2 separate regions of the Zea mays genome follow, and region 2 is linked to region 1. A link is a contact called in public Hi-C data. All regions are on one chromosome and are shown on one strand. The core of a region is the stretch at or near the end of the contact, and the rest is flanking DNA. Distances in the headings are between cores, read along the strand shown.

Region 1 (4,581 bases), core at 1,539-4,038:
ATGCCATGCTAAGATTGATTGTGTAAACCTTGGATTTACTTCGCTGCAAAACCAAAAAAAATAGTATGCAAAAGTCAGAGTATGCAGTTTTAGTTCTTTTGTCCATCCTTCACTTTGCTTCAAAGCAAGTAAAATCAAACAAAATGTATGCCCTGTGCCAAGATTATCCAGCATAGTTCTTGAAAATGAGAGACCTGTTACCAAAATATAATATTCATCATGTCCCTTGTAAACATTGTTCTGATGGGCTTTACGCACAATATTGATGTGTGTTATAAGCAGCAGCTGCGAAAGGGCCTCTAGCCGAGTTGGTTAGGTGGTATGAGTAGCACTCCTCAGGTCATGGGTTCGACTCCCCGTGGGAGCGAATTTTAGGATGTGGTTAAAAAAATCCTCTCGTCTATCCCACGTCAAAGCAGGTCTAAGGCTCAGCCCCAGTCGCGGTTGCCCACACATGGGCTTCGATGCCGCTGTGTATGGGTGGGACAGGGGTTCGGAGGTTTTCTCGACCTATGTGAGAAGGTCTTCTTCTTAATACAATACTCAGGAGCTGTCTTACCCCCCGCAGGTCGAGTTTTTTTTATAAGCAGCAGCTGCTACTACTACTACAACAACTCTGCCAGCGCTTTTCGGTTGCTACTCCACATCAAATAAATTGTCTAAGAAATTAAGCCCAAATTGATCCAGATTTGAAATAAGGCAACTTTCCCACAAACTTATTAGTGCTGGTACATTAACTTCATCCCACACAATTGTTTCATAATCATCCTTTTGTCGATTCAGTTTTAATGGTTCATTATGGTCGCTGATTGTGGTTAAGGTTTGTTGGAGAATTCTTTTTATGTAACTTATTTATCCCTATAGTAGGGTTTGTACAAGTCAGTTGTACTCTTTTCTTATTAATATGAATGACGCGCAATCCCCCCCCCCCCCTCATTCAAGGAAAAAGGTCTTGAAAGAACCTAAATGTTCTGAAACCCAGTCATCGTCTCCGGCAGGCAACAATTTATCTTGCTTTCAAGTTTTTGGCCAAAAAATAATAAGGTCCTTAATTATGCAATGTATTTAATTGCTCCAGAATCTGGATTCACACTCCTGATCCCTGTATCCACTCAAGTATGCACAGAAACTCTACGAGACTACATTCAAAGTTCAAATGTAGATATATAGTCCTAGGCATGATAATAACATCATTGACAATGGCGTAAAATTATGCTGGATTATCAGTCAGCGATTAGAAGATACAGCCTTACATACATTGATAAAATCAGCAATTGCATAAGCATCAGTTTCAGATGCAACAAGCTCGTTATTTTCGTCCTGTTACAGCACAGAAGATGTAGTCATATAAATAGTGGCAATATGCATCAGAAACATATGAAAGATGACATGGCTTCTTATTTTTCAAATATTCAAACAACTGCTTACCATAGTTCCAGTGGAGTTTATATACAGATAAATGGGTTTTGTGCGGTCGTCATAGTCTAGCCATAGAAATTGAGCAGCAATAAGCTCAGTTACTGCTGGAACAATCTGCCAGGACAACAACGACACCAAATGTTACCATTGTTGATCCAAAGCTTCAAAATATTATGAATAATGAAGAGGTAGAAAGTTGATCTCTCACAGGCATTCCAAGAAATATAATTCGAGAGTCCAGTAGCAATGACGGAAGATCTGGAGCAGAGCTTCTCATTCTTCTATATCCTCTCCCTCCTCTGCCCATGCTCATGCTCATGCTGCCCCCCATGCCCATACCCATGCTGTAACTTGCAGGGCCCTCATGCATGCCTGACAAGGTGTACATACCAAACTCATCGTAGCTCCTCGCAGCAGAAACGCTTTCCTAAAGTTCACAAGAAAAACACCATCTCAACTTTGCTGCATTGATGCAACGGAATGAACTTGACAGAATAGAAATGGGAAGGGGCTCTGTATAACATCACTAACCTCTGTAACTTTCTGGGACTGCCGATTATAAGGGTTATCGTCATTCATAAACATTTCCATCTGAGCATCACTTAATCCATAAAGGAATTGAGGAACATGCTTGTAATTATCCATCACTGCCAGAGGACGTAATACTTAAAAATGGTGCAAAGATTTGATTGACAAGATACAGAAGCAGGTGTAAAATGTTGTGGCCGCTACACAAGTCATGCATGTGTAAAACGTGCAGAGCTTGATAAACTTTTTATCGAAGCATTCGATGGGTGTTTAGGAAGACAAAAGAGGTCCTCTGATGCATAGTCAACAAATAAAAAAAACAGAAGGTGCAGATATCTTTTTTTTATTTTTCTTATGAACCAGCTAGTAAACTTGGTCATGTGCCAAAAAGTTAAACCGCCATCTAGAATATTTAGACCTGTGCCAAAGATTTGCAAGCTCATTAAATTGGAAATCATCAAATCAAGGCCAACATTGTCCCTGAAGTCTAACACTTTGCGGTGGATAAATGAACGTGTAGATACTGGTGTTTCGCTGAACTGGGTGCCCACGGTTGACAGAGCACTCACGTCCATCCTTGAGGTTCTCCTCGCGGAACTGCTTGGGGATGTGGTCGTAGTTCTTGCGGAATCCGCCGTCGCCGTAGTAGGCGAGGCACCTCCAGCTGGCGGGCGGCCTCCTCGGGACCTTCCCCGCAGGGGCTGGGGAGGTCGACGGTAGGAAGGGGCTCCGGGACGAGGTGGCGGCGGGAGGGCAGCGCAGCGCTAGCGCCATGGGAAGCGGGGTGTGTGTGAACTGTGGATCCCTCCCCCTTCTCGTCTCCTCTCTTCGCGCTTGCGGGGGATTGGATTGGAATCGGGACGGGATGGATAGAGGGAAAATATCCTATGCAATCATTTATCCTGGTGCAAGCATACAATCAAGCGATCTGGTGCATCCGATCTAGATCTAATGATGACTGTTATTTTATATTTAACCCCTTCCACCTAAAACATAGTACTTATTTTACTTTTAACCTCTTTCATATGAAACCGTTGGATCTGGATTGAATGCTCTGGATAGTTTGATTGCACGTTTGCACCAAAATAAGTGATTGCACAGGATATGTCCTCATAGATAGAGTGGACAAGGGTAAAGTGGGGATTAAAAGAGATATCATTTCCCTTGAACTCTTTTTTGTGCGAATTCACTCACCGTGGGCTTGAAGAGAATTTGCCAGGCCAGCCCAGCCCAGCCCAGACCAGGATCGCTTAATCGAGCCCACTATGCTGGACCGTACTATGCTCGATTATTTTAGCAGCTGGACTAGACTAGGACCAAATAACCTGGCCGCCACCTCACTTAACGGTCTGGTCGATGTGCGATGCTGTGCATGGCGGATGGCCCGAGCCATACCGGCCGGCAGCTCGCGTCCAGCAGACCCCAATCATCCACACTACGCATACGTCATATACTAAATACCAGATGCCAAGAAAGGAATTAAATATAATAGCTACTACACAGCCCGATGTAGAGATGGCAATAGATCTCCGATTTCTCGCTGGAAATTCTTTCTTTAGTGCTAATCTAGAAACTCTATTTTCTCAAGAAATTCCTATTTTTTATTAGAAAAATGAGGTTCTCAAACTAACCTTCAAAATATGAGGATGCAGAAATTTCTCCCCCGACGGGTATGTAAATAGGGAAATTTCTCCCACGGCGGATGTTAGGGGCCTTCGGCTTACGAAGGTCCTCAAAAACAGGATTTAACAATATTTCTGGAGTATAATGTGTGAACAGGTATCTTCGGACTCAAGTCGGTATCACAGCAGACCAGAATAATACGAAGGTTGATACAGCGCCGAAGGTGTGAGCAGGAAAGCTTCGGCGTGGTAGCAAAAAATGAAACCGACTTAAAGATGAAAAGGCTATTCAGACCTCGATAGACTACTATAGAATTATTATCAAATGTAAAGGGCATAAATGTAATTTTGTATGGGTTGTGTCCTGTGCCTATAAATAGATGAACAGTACCCCCGTACTGTTCACGCTGATCTGGCACTTGCTTTTGTGCCACACTTGTACTTTCATTTACCTCCAAGCTAAAGGTACATTTGTAATTCAATGTTATTTCTGTTTCTTCACAATAATAATATATAATTTTCTATGCTATCATTCATATTCCTTATAATCCATTCTACATCATAGTTTGCTATGTTTATGAAGGTATGTCCTTCATAACCTTCGTCCAAAAATCATTATATCTTAAGGGAAATAATGCTTCGAAGGACGAAGGACATTTTAAATTAACATTTTCTGTGTTGCCTTGTTCTTAACTCATAGCATTTGAGAACAAGTCCCCAACATTGGCGCCCACCTCCGGTGAACTCACTTCCACTCTTTGAGTTTTTGAACACCTTCGGCGATCATAAACCTTCGCTATGGCGCCGAAGAAAGCTTCAGCAGCTGGCACTGCAGCTCTCCAACCGCTGGACCACAATCAGGAGACTGTCTCTCTTCGGGAGGCCCGAAGCCAGAAACGGAAGGCTGTTAGTCCAACACCGCCAGAGGATGAGATAGATCAAGAAATCAGAGACATGGAGATCCTTCATCAACAGGTGCAAAGGAAGAAGGAAAAGATGGTCAGGCTAGCTG
Region 2 (4,658 bases), core at 77-2,576, 210 kb before region 1:
GGCCCATCATCTCAGAAAATTCTCATCCTGGAAGTGATGTCCTTAGGATTGAGATTCAGATTCTCATCCTGTCGGAGCATCGCCAAATGTAGCGGTGGCCTGGGCATCGCAAATTCTGTAGGTACTACTAGAATGGTGAATGGAGGCGCCGCACCACACGGGTGGGCCGGTTTTTTTTTGGTTTTTAACCTTTTTCGAACAAAACTTACAAACTTACATTTAGATCCCTAGATGATTTATTTCAGTTGCTATAGGCTATGACGCCGAGTTAACACAGAACGGCGGCGACGCGGCGGGAAGAGGATAACGGCGGTGTGGCATGAGAAGATCTATGGTGCCGAGCTAGGGGTCACGTCGGCTTGCACGTCAACCCTAGCCGCCGTCGTCACGTAAGAGCTCGGCGTCATAGGCCATGACGCCGAGCTAGGGGTCTAAAAACTGAAGTAAGTTATCCAGGGATCTTAGTGTAAGTTTTGTTCAAAAAAAAGGTTAAAAAACAAAAAAAAATCGGCACAGGTGGGCTCTGCCATTGGTGGTCGTATTAGATCAGAGCCGGACTTTGTCAGGACGTGAGCAGAAAATGCTTAAATTGTCATTATTGCCCACAGCTCAGCTCAGCTCAGACAACCATCGGCTCCGTCCGTCCTGTACTAGCAAGAAACAATTCAAACCGACCGTTTCTATCCATTCCTGACTCCTTTTGGCCTTGTTACTTTAATTTGATGGATTACCGCCTTGGGTCTAAAAGTGGAAGGGACTCTTTTGAAGCCATGATAGGTAGGAAGGATATCTTGCCCAACAGCTGATTATTCCAGATAATTCTTCATTCTTAGTAAATATATATATTCATTCATGTACACGTCTCTGCATGTACAGTACAGTACAAGAGATCACGGCCTCACGGGTTACGCCCCGCACTTAAAACAGCGGAGGGTACACCGGCCGGCATGCACATACGCATACTTGTGATATACGCAAATCCAATCCCACAATGAAACAGTCTGCAGGCGACGCGGCACGGCACGTGTGAAGCCATGATGGATGGATGGATGGTGTAGGAGAGCAGTACGCAGACAGACGCGCCTCCGCCTCCCTCCATGGACTGGACCGCCGCGGGGCGGGATTGTACTCCATGGACGACGACACGCTCATGGCATACTACGCTACCTGCACCGTGCTCCGAGCCCAGCCCAACCGATCTTCTTCCTCCTGCCTGTGCCTGCGGATCTCCATGACCACCCACCGACCGCGAGGTAAAAAGATGTGTCAGGGAAGACGAACCGGACTGGAGCACCGGCCCCACCTACTCTATGCACCTATTTAAATCGCTCAGGTTGGTTGAATTGTCCTCCTCCTCCCTGCTCACTGCACTGTGTCACCACTCGCTGCTCCACCTCACTTCACTCGAAGGCCTTCCGTCCATCTCCCAAGGCGCCCCCGCTTGTCCTCTTCCTTCCGTGTCGGCCGAGGCCACGCACATGGCGCTGCCTCTGCCACCCCTCCTCCTCCTCCTCCTTGGAATGCTCGCCTCCCGCGCGCCGGCCCAGACGGCCACGCTGCACGAGCGCGACGCGGCGGCGCTGCGCGACCTCCGGGCCAGCCTGCGCGACCTGCCGGGCTCCCGCTTCTTCGACACCTGGGACGACGCCCGGAGCCCCTGCGCGTACGCCGGCGTCGTCTGCGCGCCCGACGAGGACAGCACCCCCACCCCCACCTCCGTCACGCTACGCGTGTCCGTGCTCACCCTGGGCACGGGGCTCGCCGACTCCCCGGGTCTAGCGGGGACGCTCCCGGACTCGCTGGCCACACTCGCGGCGCTCACGGACCTGGTCCTCTACCCCGGCCGCGTGTCCGGCCCCATACCCGCGGGCCTAGGCGCGGGCCTCCGCCGCCTCCGCCTGCTGTCGCTGGCGGGCAACCAGCTGACGGGCCCCGTGCCGGCCTCCCTCGCGGGGCTGCCCGACCTCCACACGCTCGACCTCGGCGGGAACCGCCTCGACGGCGCCGTCCCGCCGGACCTGCTCCTGCCGGCCTCGCCCAGCCTCAAGGTGCTCATCCTCGCCAACAACGGCGGGGTCTCCGGTGAGATCCCCGCCGGCTTCGCTTCCTCCGGGCTGTTCCACGTCGACCTTGCGCGGAACGCGCTCGCCGGCGCGCTCCCGCCGCTGCCGCCCACGCTACGGTACCTGTCCGTCGCTGGCAACACCATGGAGGGCACGCTGGAGGGGGCCTTCTGCTCTGGCGACGGCGGCTCTGCCAGCCCGCCCCTACCCGCCGACCTGGCGTTCCTCGACCTGTCCATGAACAACTTCTCGGGCCAAATCCCGGCGGCGCTGTTCGCGCTGCCGGGCCTCTCGTCACTGCTCCTGTCGCGGAACAACTTCACGGGTGCGCTGGCCGTGCCGTCCCAGCAGCAGCAGTGGGCCGTGGTGGACGTGAGCCACAACGGCATCTCGGGCGAGGTCCCGGAGGCGCTGGCGGCGGCGGCCAGCCTGTACGTCAACAACAACCGGCTGTCCGGGGAGGTGCCGGCGGCGGTGGCACGCAGCGTGCTGGACGGGCGGATGACCACGCTGTACGCGCAGCACAACTTCCTGACGGCCTTCCCCGTGCCGCCTGCCGCGCCGCTGCCGGACTCCGCCGCGCTCTGCCTGTCCTACAACTGCATGGACCTGCCGATGGCGTCCGCGGCCGACGGATGCCCCACCATCGGCGGGCCCCTCGAGGCCAGGCCCGCCGAGCAGTGCCGGAGCACCACCGGCGACGGCTGACGGGCGGACTGAGATGTGATGTGACACGGGCGGGTGGACACGCACGCTCGCGGCACGTCACCCGGCACGGGTGGGCTGGGGACGGACACCCAGGCTGGCTCGCTGGCTGGGGGCGCTTTGTCCGCTTGTTTTAGCTGGAGCTCTTGTTGTTTTGGGTCGTGTGATTTCAGTTCAAAAGCGCGACAGAATTAGGAGCTGCCCAGGCCAGTTGTTTATACAGGCCGTCGTCCTGTTCCAGACGCGTTTCTGTCTGTGGGCTCTTATTTCTTGGGCCGTCGTCTAGTGCGCCCTGGTCTTCAATGGTTTGTTTGTTTCCTGGACTGAGGGGGTTTGCTCGGTTTCCCTTTCTTTTCTGTTTGAGGCCCATGGAAGCCGATTTGCCACATGGGCGTTCTCTTTTTTTTCTTCTTCCCCTTGTACCCTAGAAGATTTAATTGCCACACGGCCCATGACATCCAGTTAGGCTCTCCAAAGATCTTTTACTTGTCCTACTTCTTATTTAAAACTTTAATTTAGCTTTATTTGTTTGGTATTATAATCTGTCGAGATTATAGTATAACTAATCCACCAGGTAACAAACACCTAGATTATATGTCCATATTATATAATCTGAAGAGTAGTTTATTTTAGATTATTTTTGACAAAAGATCCACTACCCATGGTTATGGTCATAAAATACAACGACTTCCATTTTTCTTCTTGCCCCCCTATTGGTCACTTGTTCTCGAATTGTACGAGTTAATAACAAGGCAACACAAATGTTAATGGTTAAAGTCCTTTGTCCTTCGAAGCATTATCTCACTTAGGATATAATCACTTAGGATATAATGATCTTCAGACGAAGGTTATGAAGGACATACCTTCATCATCTCAATATGTAATGAAAAGCAGAAACATGTTAGTCGTGTTAGTCGTGTTTTTTATCACCTTCATCTCAAAGACGAAGGTTCCTATAACAGTATATTACACTTGGAAAACATGTTAGTTGTGTTTTTAAGGACCTTCGGAAGACGAAGGCCCCCAACAGTAGCCCCTCGCAGTATTAATTTGTTCTTATATCTAACAAATTCAGATTGCGACGTGAACAAAGGCCTTTAGCCGAAGGTCCGAAAAACACCTTCCCTTCGCTAGAATAGCGAAAGTCAATGACAAATGGGGCCCGTCAAGTTGCAATGCACTAGGCATATAAATAGAAACCCACAACGACAGCATTTGCTACGCCATTTCTGTTACTTGCGTTATTTTCTCAAATTTTTAACTCTTGCTGTCAGCTCTCGTTTGATTTTCGAGCTTCGTGATATTCACAAGTGCTTGTTGCATGTCTGAAGAGAAGATGTCTGAAGAGAAGAAGATGTCTGAAGAGAAGAAGATGGTTGAGGAGAAGAAAGTTGTGGACCCTTTTCTTGCTGGGTTTTATGAATCTATGGCAAAAACAAATACAGAGAAGATCACAAAGGAAATAACGGCGGATTTGTCTGAAGATTCTGACGATAGCGATGACTATGATGTGGAAAGTAGGGATGAAGATTCTGAGGACCGGCCCTAGCGGCCAAGCCATACCATCTTCGGAAAGTCGACCATTAAACAAAGTCAAATTGACGCCATGAAAGGAAGATACTTTCGTGACATGTCTATTGTGAGGGTTGGAGGGGACATCACCGCCCCTGCTCCTGAAGAAAATGAAGTTGTTGTCTACAGAAGCTTTATGAAAGGCGGGTCTTCGGTTCCCATTGAGCAAATTTTTGGTTGAAGTGTTGAAGATATTTCAGATCTTTCTTCATCAACTTACTCCCGAAGCTATAATCAGAATGTGTTTATTTGTTTGGGCTGTGAGAAGCCAAGGGCTGGAACCGAGCGCGAAGTGTTTTTGCAATATGCACGAACTGT

What was found. Hi-C and Micro-C count contacts between places; a contact is called where the count stands out from the background.
Region 2: a contact with region 1 is called in a Hi-C map of ear, with 2.4 times the contacts expected there. The contact joins the promoter of LOC100191542 here to the promoter of LOC100274001 in region 1. A contact is called at or near these places in 2 of 25 Hi-C or Micro-C datasets (ear and leaf).

What each region holds. Positions count from the first base shown.
Region 1 is chr6:178,975,921-178,980,501 of Zm-B73-REFERENCE-NAM-5.0, reverse strand. It overlaps LOC100274001 (ATP-dependent Clp protease proteolytic subunit), which reads right to left and starts at 2,788. Exons shown (of 9, transcript NM_001148387.1): 1 at 2,517-2,788; 2 at 1,951-2,066; 3 at 1,628-1,846; 4 at 1,429-1,533; 5 at 1,258-1,320; 6 at 1-43. The coding sequence starts at 2,721.
Region 2 is chr6:179,183,615-179,188,272 of Zm-B73-REFERENCE-NAM-5.0, reverse strand. LOC100191542 (Polygalacturonase inhibitor 1) reads left to right here and starts at 1,326. Exons shown (of 1, transcript NM_001136973.2): 1 at 1,326-3,248. The coding sequence starts at 1,479. The coding sequence ends at 2,771. It also overlaps the pseudogene LOC100274677.